Regions from separate parts of the Gossypium hirsutum genome. Here region 1 is linked to region 2. The links are chromatin contacts, called in public Hi-C maps. All regions are on one chromosome and are shown on one strand. Each heading gives the region's core, a stretch centred on a gene start, on an enhancer-like site or on the middle of the called end of the contact. The rest is flanking DNA. Distances are from core to core; before and after follow the strand shown. Region 1 holds the start of LOC107888727 (cytochrome c1-2, heme protein, mitochondrial). Region 2 has its middle 16 kb from the start of LOC107888707.

The links. A called contact is a pair of places that touch in the nucleus more often than the background predicts.
Region 1: a contact with region 2 is called in a Hi-C map of leaf, with 3 times the contacts expected there. The contact joins the promoter of LOC107888727 here to the enhancer-like site in region 2. A contact is called at or near these places in 10 of 34 Hi-C or Micro-C datasets (leaf, petal and seedling).

The regions. Positions count from the first base shown.
Region 1 is chrA09:15,725,273-15,732,072 of Gossypium_hirsutum_v2.1, forward strand. LOC107888727 (cytochrome c1-2, heme protein, mitochondrial) reads right to left here and starts at 2,657. Exons shown (of 8, transcript XM_016812914.2): 1 at 2,508-2,657; 2 at 2,022-2,105; 3 at 1,275-1,483; 4 at 765-1,044; 5 at 608-679; 6 at 33-149. The coding sequence starts at 2,630. LOC107888728 (kelch repeat-containing protein At3g27220) reads left to right here and starts at 3,602. Exons shown (of 7, transcript XM_016812916.2): 1 at 3,602-3,936; 2 at 4,029-4,193; 3 at 4,289-4,518; 4 at 4,611-4,781; 5 at 4,875-4,980; 6 at 5,440-5,649; 7 at 5,738-6,069. The coding sequence starts at 3,703. The coding sequence ends at 5,902.
Region 2 is chrA09:15,192,238-15,198,359 of Gossypium_hirsutum_v2.1, forward strand. No RefSeq gene overlaps it. Among protein-coding and RNA genes, the nearest start is that of LOC107888707, 16 kb to the left of the region's middle. Within about 2 kb of position 2,439, at least 7 of the 9 cell types and tissues checked have an H3K27ac peak or open chromatin away from gene starts, as enhancers often do. A contact at or near this core is called in leaf, where this site is marked.

The sequences.
Region 1 (6,800 bases), core at 1,407-3,906, 530 kb after region 2:
AATATGAATGAAATGAAAGGGCAGAAACAGACCTGAGCTTCAGTTGCAGGGGTGCCATCTTCATACTCTACAGCACCATCAATAAGCATTTTAGGCATGGCAATTGCTCCTCCTGGAAAGTATGGGTTATAGTGTAGCCCCTCACGAATCTACACGATTGAAAAATGAAGACTTTAGGTATTATTCTTGAGCCTCAACCAAAAATATTCAGTTGATATTAGATAATTGTAGCCAGCTATTAACAACAAAGTGTACATGCACGTGCTACAAGCATGCATACAAAAGCTATACAATGAAAAGAACTGCGGATCAGGGGAAATGAAGGGTTAAATTCTGAACTGTTACAGCAAAAGGAAGGCATTGGCCTTGCATTTAAAACGTATGTTTTCATAATACAGACATTGAAAAGCAGCAGTTAAAATGGATCAAATCGAAGAGCTATAGAACTTAATCCTAACTTCAGACCCACATTCTCTCTTCCGTTGTATACTCCCAATTGCAAAATATATATAAATACAAAGTATCTTTGGAAGAAGCTAAATGTTTCCAACATTGGACATTAGAACAAAATTTCATGTCACAGAAGATAGTGTAAAGCAGAACTTACCATAACACCAGCAGGAGGGTCACGGTAACCAGTTAGAAGCGCAAACACATAGTTCTGGCCATTATGACGAGCCTGAAAAAATAAACAAGTATGATATCTTAAGTTTATATATAACCAATAACTTCCACAGTGGTCTAAAAAGCAAGGCGAGAATTACTTTGGTGATGAGACTTAGATCTGGAGGATAAGCTCCTCCATTTGCAAACCTAGCTGCTTGTTCGTTTGCATATGGCTGAGGAAAGCGGTCACTAAGTTTACCCGGACGAGTAAACATCTCACCCTCATCATTAGGACCGTCAACCACCTCAATCTCAGCTGCCATAGCCTTCGTCTCCTCTTCCGTATACGCAACACCAACCAAATCACGGTATGATATTAGGGACATAGAGTGGCAGGATGCACACACTTGCTGGTAAACCTGGTGACCGCGACGAATCCTGATCATGCAAGATTGATATCACATCATTAACACTGGCAGCAAAAAGTAAAAATATATGTATGGCAATGGCTAACCTAATATTACAACCATATTGCAAGATTCTAAATAGATTTCTCCAATTCTCCAATTGGATGTTGAGACTGATATACAACTTTTTTCCTTTTCAAGTAAGGTTTATTCGTTTTTGTGCACATAACAAAAAAGAGCAAGGAAAGGCATAAAACTCACGAAGCATGGTCATATGAACTGAGGATGCCTGCGTGAGGCCAAGGATAATTTGGAACTCCTAAACCGTGTTCTGCCTCATCAGCAGATGCTACTGTTGCAAAACCTAGTAAACCTGAAACACCAGCTCCAAGGAGTGCAACGGTCCTCATACCAGCAGAACCCGCATCGTCATTAACTTTCCTTGATGAAAACCATGATAAAGCTTGAACCTGAGCAATAATACAGAACAAGTATTGGTAACTGGGAGAAAACCATTCCAGGTTAGATCCTATAGAAACTTTTCATTATTATTCAGAGATGAAAACTTTTTTTGCTCTGACTCTTCATTGTTCATGAAGTGCACATGTCCAAGACTCATATCCGACACTTGAGTATGAAGATAAACCTCCAAGGATATACTCCAAATACATGGAAAAAATTTAAAAAATCCGATCATACCCATGTCAATGCACACTTGCATATCAGACATTAGCACCCAAGTAAGAGGAATATAGGATGAAAATATACCGCAATTGGACAAAGCTTGCCTTAAAAGTTAGAATTCATCTCGAGGAAAGTAGAAAACTAGGATCAATGAATGAAAACTTGCTAAAATTTAACAAATACTAGAATCCATGTAGCAAAATATTTCAAGATTATCTAAGAAAATCCAGTAAGAACCATGTAGATTGCATGGTCTTCATAACCTCATTCCCTAGGTAAGTATAAGTTTAACATCAATGAAGGAAAACTAGGAAAGAATCTTACAGCAGACTGTGATTGAAATTTCCTCCTTAAAACCTGGTGGATTAATCCTCCAGCCATTTCAGCTAATTTCCCTGAAAAGTTCAGCTGAAACTTAATAAGCAAATGTATATTTACAAATAAAATGTTAAAAAAAAGAGAGGACCAAATGAGATTAAAAAGAGAATTCATATAAAGGTTCCTTTTTTTCAGTCAAATAATCATTAAATTCTCCAAAAAGGAAAAGCTCTAACAGTGTTGAAACAATTGGGTAATCATAAAATCAAAGGATAAACATACAATACAAAAAGAACAGTAAACCCAATCTAAGGAATAGCATAAAGAAGCCAAAAAAAGGTTAAAGTTTAAAATGAAAAAAAGGAGGAACTTGAAAACCCTAACATAGAGGATCTGGGGGCAGATCCAACAACTATGGAGGAAAAAATAATAAAAATAACAAACCCAAAGATTAAAAGAGGATGTGAAGAGAGCATAAGACAGAGAACTAACTTGAAAAAGAGAGTGAAGGTTGATCACAGAGAGGTGGTGGTGGTGGTGGTGGTGGTCAAAGGAACCGGCGGCTGCCTCACAGATCCAAAGGAACAAAACGAAAAGTATAAGAGAAAACAGCATAAATTATATTAGGAAAAAAAAATACAGTGACTGATATTTAGTCGAGTCGCGTGTCCACCAACAGACAGTAAGGTTTTGGGCTTTTAGGATGGCCTTGAAAACTGCCAGGTCTTGTGTTTGGTCTTTTCAGTTACATGAGACCCAAGTAGTGGACAGCAATAAAACCAGCCCATAAAGGAGAGACTCCACAAATAAATAAAAGGAAAACAGACAGGCCCCTTTTTTTCTTGCAGAGACAGCCCATTTCATCCACCGACCGATCATGAAAACAACAGCTGAGGATTGCCCTTGAATTTCCAACCTCGGAAGACACATAAATGTAAAGGATTAATTTCACAGTACATCCTCAAATTATGATTCATGTTTTAAACAAGTTCTAAATTTTAAAATGTTGGAATTGAGTTTTTAAAATATAAGTATCGTATCAATTAGGTTGTTTCGTCAATCTAATTATTAATTTGGATGCTAAATATGCATGAATCTAATAAAAAATATAATTTTTATGCAATATTTAGTATTATTTGAATCGAATTGATTGATACATTAGTTCAAATATAGAAGTTGAATCGACCTCTAAATGAACTGCTCAAAACTAATAAAAAATCGGAAGTCAAAACAAAAAGTCAACAATTTGAATCAGTTGAACGGATTTTATATATTCTTTTTATGTTTTATGAATATTTTTATTATTTATTTTTATATGATTGATCAAATCGAATGTTGAACATAGTTTAAACCGTTCAACCACTATCCTAATTTTTAAAATACTAGTGGCATACGATTCCCAAGCTATCCAAATGCTAAAAGTACCTAACTGATACTTTGAGTATTATAGTTTAGGACTAATGTAAAATTTGAAGCATAATTTAGGACATGAGATGTAATTTACCCAAGAACTAGTGAACTTCAAAAGGCAATGAAAAACCATTGGCGCCCAACATTTTTAGCAGAGTTCAAAGTTACTGCTGTCTCAAGCTGTCTTTCTTTTTTCTCCTCCAACCCCTGTATTTCCTTTACGTTCTAATAAATAAATGGAGATGAGCAATACTCTTATGAACCTGCAAAAAGAAAAATGGGCAAAAATCTACATCACCACCATCAACATCAAAGCAAGAGCAACAACAGTCAGACAAAATTTATATTTGTTCTCTTCTTCTTTTGTCTTTTGGGATTGGCTTGCATTATAGATCTCTTCTGGGCATCTTCTTCTTCTTTTAGCTCTTCATATCTTAGGTTTGCATCCAATTGGGTGTCTCAAAAACCTCGTATCTTTGTTTCTCAACAACAACAAAACGTTGACGACAAGGTTTTGTGTTTTTTTTCTTCTTTTTTTTTGTCTTTCCCTCTCTTTAAAAATTTCTTCTTTTGGTGATAGTTTTTTTTTTTGTAAAATTTTAGATTGGGAAAAAGAAGAGATTTTTATCAGCAACATTTGCGGATTTACCAGCACCAGATTTGGCTTGGGAACAAATGCCATCAGCACCAGTTCCACGCCTTGATGGTTCAGCTATACAAATTAACAACCTTTTCTATGTTCTTTCAGGATATGGTACCCTTGACCATGTAAGTTTATCATTCTATGAACCCTTTGGTTTTAAATTGTTGATTAGATTGAATTGATGAATGTAATTGATGTGTATTTGATTTTTCAACAACAGGTGCACTCTCATGTTGATGTGTTTAATTTCACTGACAATACATGGTGTGCCAAGTTCGATACACCAAAAGACATGGCGAATTCACATCTAGGAGTAGCAAGTGATGGGAGATACATATATGTAGTGTCAGGTCAATATGGTCCCCAATGTCGGGCCCCGACATCTCGTACTTATGTTCTTGATACTCAAACAAGGGAATGGCAAAGCTTGCCTCCTTTGCCAGCCCCAAGGTATGTGACACCGGTATGTGATTGTATGAACCACACATAACTTGGATAAATGTCGAATGAACTAACTTTTTTCAACATTGAAAAATTTTCAGGTATGCTCCAGCAACTCAGTTATGGAAAGGCAGACTCCATGTGATGGGAGGCAGCAAAGAGAATCGCCACACACCGGGATTGGAGCATTGGAGTATAGCAGTAAAAGATGGCAAGGCATTGGACAAAGAGTGGCGGACCGAGATCCCGATTCCTCGTGGAGGACCGCATAGGTATTGTTATTGTTCTTTTGGAAATGTTAATACCTTGAGGATTCTAGCCTATAAAGATTGACTAATTTACGCGGTGACTAATCGTTTTGACAGGGCTTGTGTTGCGATAAACGATCGACTGTTTGTAATCGGCGGTCAAGAGGGAGATTTTATGGCGAAACCTGGATCACCTATCTTCAAATGTTCTCGTAGACATGAGGTATATAAATAGCTCGTTAATGGATATGTTCATTGCAAGCCATGATGATCATTATTCAGACATGTTCTTGAGTCTGCCATGTAAGGATAAGTTTAGTTAGCTGTAGTGATGGCATTTTAACCATTTTTTATCCTTTAAGGATAAATTTAGTCTGCCTTGAAAGGATAAGTTTACTTAATGGATAAGTTCATTGCAAGCCATGATGATCATTATGCAGACATGTTCTTTAGTCTGCTTTGTAAGGATAAGTTGTTGGATGTAGTGATGACATTTTGACCATTTTTTATCCATTCTTTTGGCTCATAGTTCAGACATGAGGTAAAGTATTGCTAGTTAATGGATAAGTACATTGCAAGCCATGATGATCATTATTCAGACATGTTTTTTAACCTGTCATGTTTTTTCATGTTGGATTCTCTGGTTTCTTATATAACCTGAAATGCTTCATCATTATTTTAGGTTGTATATGGAGATGTTGACATGCTAGATGCTGAAATGAAGAAATGGGAAGTGTTACCTCCATTGCCAAAACCAAACTCCCACATAGAATGTTCTTGGGTAGTTGTCAACAATTCGATCATAATTACAGGCGGCACAACAGAAAAACATCCAGAGACCAAAAGGATGATTCTCGTTGGGGAAGTTTTCCAGTTTCATTTAGATTCACTGGTATGTGTGTGCTTTGTCTGAAAAAGAGACCTTTTTTTTAAGGCAATGGAAGCAACTGAAACATGCTAAATGAATTTGCTAATTGCAGACTTGGTCGGTGATCGGAAAGCTTCCTTACCGTGTGAAGACAACCTTAGCCGGTTTTTGGGACGGATATTTGTATTTTACATCGGGACAACGAGACAGAGGACCAGATAATCCGCAACCGAAGAAGGTGATTGGAGAGTTGTGGAGAACCAAACTGAATATCTAATTCTTAACCATGTTTGTACATTATTTACGTCTCTGTTTCTTTCAAGGAATACAAAGCTTACGTGTCATAGCTGTTTTAAATAGATCAGAAATTTTGTTAGGGTCCTGTGTACCACATTACACTCTGAATAATAAGTTTATAAAAATGAGTATTGGTTGAGTGGAAAAGTAGAGAGATGGGAGGAAGGAAAGAAAATAAATTTTAAATAATTATTTTTTATTTTAATGCATAAAAATTAATTATTTTAAAATGAAATATGAGATTTATTTTAATTTAAAATTATTCATTTTTTAAATATTTTGTTTTATTTCTTTTTTATTTTTCATCTCTATTAAATAATGGATGGAAAGAATAGTAATTTTTTTTAAAATTTATATCTTTTTTATCAAGCAACATTTGGAGTAAATATATATATAATCCTTTTAATTTTTCATTTCCTTCAAATTTCTTTTCTCCTTACAAAGTAAACCCTAAAGTTTCACTTATCAACAGCAAAATATTATATACCACCCAAGTTTATAATAATCATTAAAAATTGAGAAAATTTCAATTGCACACCCTCTATACGCATAGTGCTTTCTTAGATGGAATTGGGTTAGCTAAATTTTAAAGCAACCACTGTTATGATGTTGCTAAGGCATAAGTAGGAGAGTTGCTTGGCATAAGCTTTTATGTGTTGAAAAATTCAGTTAAAAAAATTGTTTTCAGTTATAATAGAAGTTTAAAAATTTTGAAACCCAAGTCGGTTTATGATATTTATAGTAATAATTTTTTTTGAAAAATATTTGTACTTAGAGAGAGATGGATTTAAATTATTCTCGTCTTTTAACCAAATGAACTCTATTATTTTTGTATCTTAATTTGTGTTTAGTGTGGGCTTGAGCAACATAAATTAAAC
Region 2 (6,122 bases), core at 1,189-3,688:
TACCCTTTGGAAATTGAGATCATTTTATTCTGTCATCTCGGATTGTCCAGTAATGATGGCTTTTAGTATTTGTTCACGACCCTCAAGGAATTAGATCTATAAATCATAATATCAGCGACCCTGTGACATGCTAACTATACTCGAGCTATATCTAACATTGTTAAACGAGGCATGATCATATTTATCACCATCATAACACAATTCAATAGATATTAAAATCTCAATACTACATATATACATCTGTATCAAACATATATTCACACACACATATATATATATTACAATTCAAGCATTCGAGGTTGATTCCAACAATCACTACATCCAATTCATCATGTCATGTCTGGGAAAAGATACGATTACATCGGCAAATACTTTATATTCGATTATAACTACTAGACTACGAACAAGTTATTGAAATTGAACTATAAAAGCACAAACCAATTTTGCTATCCATTGTTCACCTTTGCTATTGACACTCAATGATTCAACCTCATCATTAACTATGTACGATAATACGATTATAAAAATGATATTATTTTATAATTAACAAAAGTACAACCAACAATCAAGCAAAATTACATCCTTTACAAAAAAAAAAAATCCTTTTTTAATCTAATTATCTGAATTGCTCGTATATCTCGATATTTAGCATCGAATTTCACAATTATTTTCTAGGGACCTCCAACTATCATTACATAACCATAAATTTCAACAGCTTTCATTTCTTACATTATTGTCCTCAACACATGCAGCAATTGTGTCATGAATACTTTTAATCAAAGCTTCAATCTAATTCCACGCCTAGCTTATTTCAATCACTTTAAACTCATCTTTATCAACAATCCGTAGTACTTTCCCAAGCATTTCTCCTTTCAATCTTAACATATATTGAACCATAATCTAGACTTACTTTCCTGGTGGGAGCTCGATGCATGGAGAATAAGATGATCAAGATTTCTTTTTCTCTTTCTTTTGGGGAACAGAAAGATGAACCAATTCTTTCATCTTTTATAATTAAATTCAATAATCCTTTAATGCCCACATACTTAGTCTAAATTGATGGATAGAATCGAGCTTATCCACTAAGCTTGCTTTTAATAGTGGTTAATTATGCTTAGGTCCTTGGTTTAATACTTTACCCAATCCTTAAATTTTAGCTCCCTTTCAATATAGTCCCTACTCATTAATTTACAAAATACTTAAATAATTCTTTTTGCTAAATCTCAATTTAAAAAATTCAATTAGCTGGATTCATGAAATAGGGTGATTGGATCATTACAGTTCCCGTTTCTCACTCTTAGATATACTTAATTCATAATTTTAATTTTGGTGAAACTAAATAGAATGAGTTAATGGAGATAGTCATGCTTAGCCACTAATTATAACAACCATAGTTAAATTGTTTTTATCACCTGTCACATTTATTTTTTATTTTTGGACAAAAATAAAAATAAATACCTAAATGGTATTTATAATAATACCAAGAGGTGGAGGGCATGGAGGAGGCGACACCCAAATTTTTTTTTACATAATCATTAAAACATCATTACGCAATGATATGTTTTTTTTTAAATATATATTTTTTAAAAGTGGAGGGTGTGAGAGAGCCAGCACTAATATTTTATTGTGTAGTTATTTTTATTTTTATTTATTTTACAAATGGTTTTGTTGATTTAATTGGTTTTTTTTATTTTGTATAAAGGGTGTGTTTGAAAGAAAGATATGTATGATTCTATTTCTTTTAAACATTTTTTTTCTTATTTTTTTAATTTAAATGTAAATAACAGAAACGATATTAATTTAATTTTTGTTGATAGTTTATCTTGTAGAGAGGGTGTTTTGAAGAAACGGAGCAGGTATGTTTTTGTTTTATTGAACATTAATTTTTTGTTGTTTATGTCCTTAATACATAGTCCCATTGTGTTGAAATTTTTAGAGAGTTTTATTATTATTATTCAATATATAATAATCAATTTTAAAATAAAAAAATCTGAAAAATATAGAGTAAAAAGTCAGATCTCTTCCCGTTTTCCTTTTTATTTGCTTAACATTCTTTTAATTATATTAAATGTTGTACAGTTCTTTTATTGATAATAGACACAATTATGTTAAAAAAATAGATATAATGAAATTATTAAAAAATATCTATTTATTTTGGCTTTTAATAAATATATTTTATTGGAATTCATCTGTTATTAATAATCTTAACAATAATAACTCATAAAAGATAAAACCCTAAAGCCAGAAGATAAATAGAGTAAAAAAACAAAAAAAAAGAGAACGAGATCTCATCTCGGTGGCTGACGGCAGCAGGGACAGTGGAAGAAGCAGATCTCGATAGCAGAACAAACAGAAACGATGGCTGAAGGGTAAAGCAGATATAGGACAAACGGTGGAAGGCTGAGGGCGAAGGACTGAAGGTTTGGGGGTGAGGGTTTCTTTAAATTTTTTTTTCTTTGGGTTGACTTGTTACTGGGCTTTTGGCCATTGGGCCAATATCCCACTCTAAACTAGCCCATTTTTCAAAAACTGGTCTGACTGGTTTTTTTATGAGTTTTTTATTTGTAGTTCAACTCCAGTTTTTTTCATTTCCTGGTTCAGAGGGGTTTTTGTTGTTGATCAGACGGATAAATCAGTCCAACTAGCGGGCAAATTCTAGTGTTTACATGAAGCCCCGTATACTCTTAATTTGAGTAGAAGTTGTATTTTTTTATTGAATATTATTATTTAATCGGACTTTTATTCGAACATAACTTTTATATTGATTCTTTATAATTAGGAATTATGTTTTGAGTTATTTGCACATTGAATAAATGTGATTGTTCTGTTAAAAAGTAGTGAAAATTTATTTCACAGACTAAATTCTAATTTTTTAAGAAAAATGCATAGTTTTCGGTTAAAGAGAAAATTAATTTTCCTATTGAAAGTTAAGTTAAAGTTCTCATTCTATGATTTGGTTTATGTTGTTAGAGTCCACACTCGAGGCAATTCATAATTCGAGAATAATAGGGAAGATCATTCGATAGAAAGTCGAGATCGACTTTAAATTACCTTGTGCAAAGCATAGATATATTCCAATTAAGTTTAATACTATAAATAACACAACAGCTCGGTTTCAAAGAAAATTTTTAAACTTCTATTGTTCTTGAAATAATTGTTTTCTTAACCGATTTTTCAAACTATTTCACAATCATTCTAAATCTATCACGCACACATGACAATTTTCTCATTTGTATCTTTGAAGACTACAACCCTCACCACTAAATTCGTTGGGTTAATTAGCTTGTAAAACCACAACACAACAGGTTTTACAATCAAAATGCACTCAAAAAATATGATTTCTCACATGAACAAATTTAGTGCTCTAAATTCTAGGTACATAAATCTATATAAGTTTCTCAATTATATAGAATATTTCGAGGCTTGCTTACGTAAGAAGATTTATATCAATCTACAAAAATCAATCACATAATAAGTTGAATATAATAAATAATAATGTGTGACAGCCCTAAAGTGACCCTAGTCGGAAAGCGGTTTCGGGACCGCTAAACCGAGTCACCAAATTATTTGAATATAATGATTAATGTCTAAAATATGTGAATATGAATGTGTGAAAGTTTTAAGCTTCGATTTAGTCAATTGCATGTGAATTTAGCTAATAGGACTTATGTGTGCCACTTTTGAAATGTGATAGGTCGATCTATAAGGATCTATTAGTGCATGAAATCAAAACGGTGGACTTGCATGTCAATTTCCCCCTTAAGAAGTAGTGGCCGGCCATGACATTAAGGATAGACAAAATGTTATGGGCAAAACATGTCATAAACATGTTATGTTAGTGATTTATGTTAGGAAAAATAAAATAAGGAGTATGGGCAATAAAATAATAATGGAAAGGTAAATGATGACAAAAAAAAAATGTGTGTGGTTGCCCCCCCATTGCCGTGAATTGAAAAAAAAGAAGAAGTTCTCATGTTGTTCTTGGCCGAATGGGAGAAAGAGAAGAAGGGGGAAGAGCTTTGAGAAAATCGGCTATGGTGGGTTGCTAGACTAAGGTATGTTTGATGTTGTCCATGAGATTCATGCATGTTTTTAGTTGTTAGTTTGAGTTCTACCTAGCCCATGGTTTAAATCTTTGCTATGAGATGGAGGTGATATTCGGCCATGGGTGTTGTCTTCTTGGTTGATGTTTGATGTTGTGGTGATGAGGCATGAAGATGAGTCAAGTTTCGGCTAAGGTGGATTTGTGTTGATGTCATTTGCATGCTAAGTGTGAAGCTTTGTAATGATACATGTGATGGTGATTGATGACTCTTGGATTTTCTTTTTGGCATTTTTGAGTTAGACATTAAGTTCTTTGTGTAACCCATGACCAAAATTGAATGGTATGGTGTCTTGATGCATTCGGCCATGGTAGAAAGTAGATGTGAAATGGCAGTAAGGTGAAGTGCAAAATGTTAGTATTTGATTACTAGTGTATATATGCATATTAGCCGAGTTTTGAACTTGAAACAAAATGATATGTAGTCAATACAAGTAACCATACTTGTAGGAAGTATTAAGCATATAATCGGCCTCAACATAGACATGCATATTCGGCCACATGAAGAAGATTGGTGTTGCATGTATTCGGTTAGAGGCAAGCATATTGATGCTTTTATCTTGGCTTAGACAATCGGCTAAAAGAGAGTGTGGGCTAATATGTTGAGTTGATTCAAGATTTCATATGTATGTGACTTTAATGTCTAATGTATATATATATGGGCTAAGTACCTTGAGTTCCTCTATTGATGCTCAAATGATTAAATCAATTTATTTGTTAAATTAAGCTCAAGAGCAAAGGGGAACTAAATCCGATAAAGGGAAGGAAAAAGTGGTCGAATAGCCATCGAAATCGTTCGACAACATCCGAGGCAAGTTTTCGAGCAATGAGATTTAGTTATGAATTGATTAAGTCATGATGTATGAGCATAACAAATATACGGTGATATGATGATTCTACTTGAATTATATGTTGAGTTAATTAGTCTATACGTATGACGGGTAGCCGTATGTGCATAGAGATCGTGTCATAAAGCAAACTAAACCATGCTGTTTGTATGTGGCTAGTGAGCCGAAAATGGGAATGCTTAATACGTGACTTGTGTTTGAACTCTAATTATGAAAATGAAATATAGATGTGTCATGATTTATTGATATGTGCATGAATATTCGGACGATAACCGGGCTAAGTCCCGAAGGCATTTGCGCTAATTACTAGTTCCGGGCTAAGTCCCGAAGGCATTTGTGCGAGTTACTATATCCGGGCTAAGTCCCGAAGGCAATTGTGCGAGTTACTATATCCAGGCTAAGTCTCGAAGGCATTGGTGCGAGTTACTATATCCGGGCTATGTCCCGAAGGTATTTGAGCGAGTAGCTATATCCGGTTAAATCCCGAAGGTACTTGGCTTGGGAATAAGCGATCTTGCTGTAATAATTTCAATTAATACGCTCGTAAAATCCCAATGATGGGTATGTTTCGTATATGCATTGAATTGGTTGATTCCTTACAAATAGTATTCGCTCAGTCGATAAATGAGCTACTGGCCTTTGGCTAAGTTGATCTTTTGTGTATGAATATAAGGGTTGGTAATGTGAGGTAAGTATGATATTGAGAATTTGAGCATATGAAATTATCCGTTTAGCCATATGAATGCTATACTTTAGTTGTGTCTAATTTCATGGCTCAAAACTTACTAAGCATTAAATGCTTACTCCGTTTCTTTGACTCTCTGTTTTATAGATTTTGGTTCGTCAGCTATCGGACTTGGGATTGTCGAAGTTGAAGTCGTCGACACTATCAAAGCCCCTTTTTGGTACACTTTTGGTTGAACTCTGAAATGGCATGTATAGGACTACCCTTTTTGATGTTGGTCATGTACCTTTCGGTATTGTACAAATTTGGATAGCCATGCGAAAATGGCTTATATATATTTTTGAGCATAATGTTATAATCATTTTGTATGTAAATGGTTATTGAGAGGTGTGGATATGCTTGGCAATGATTGGCCATTGGAATGGTTAATCACGATTATACCTTGTGCTATATATACTAAAGGGTTAGTTGAATCATGGAAACTATG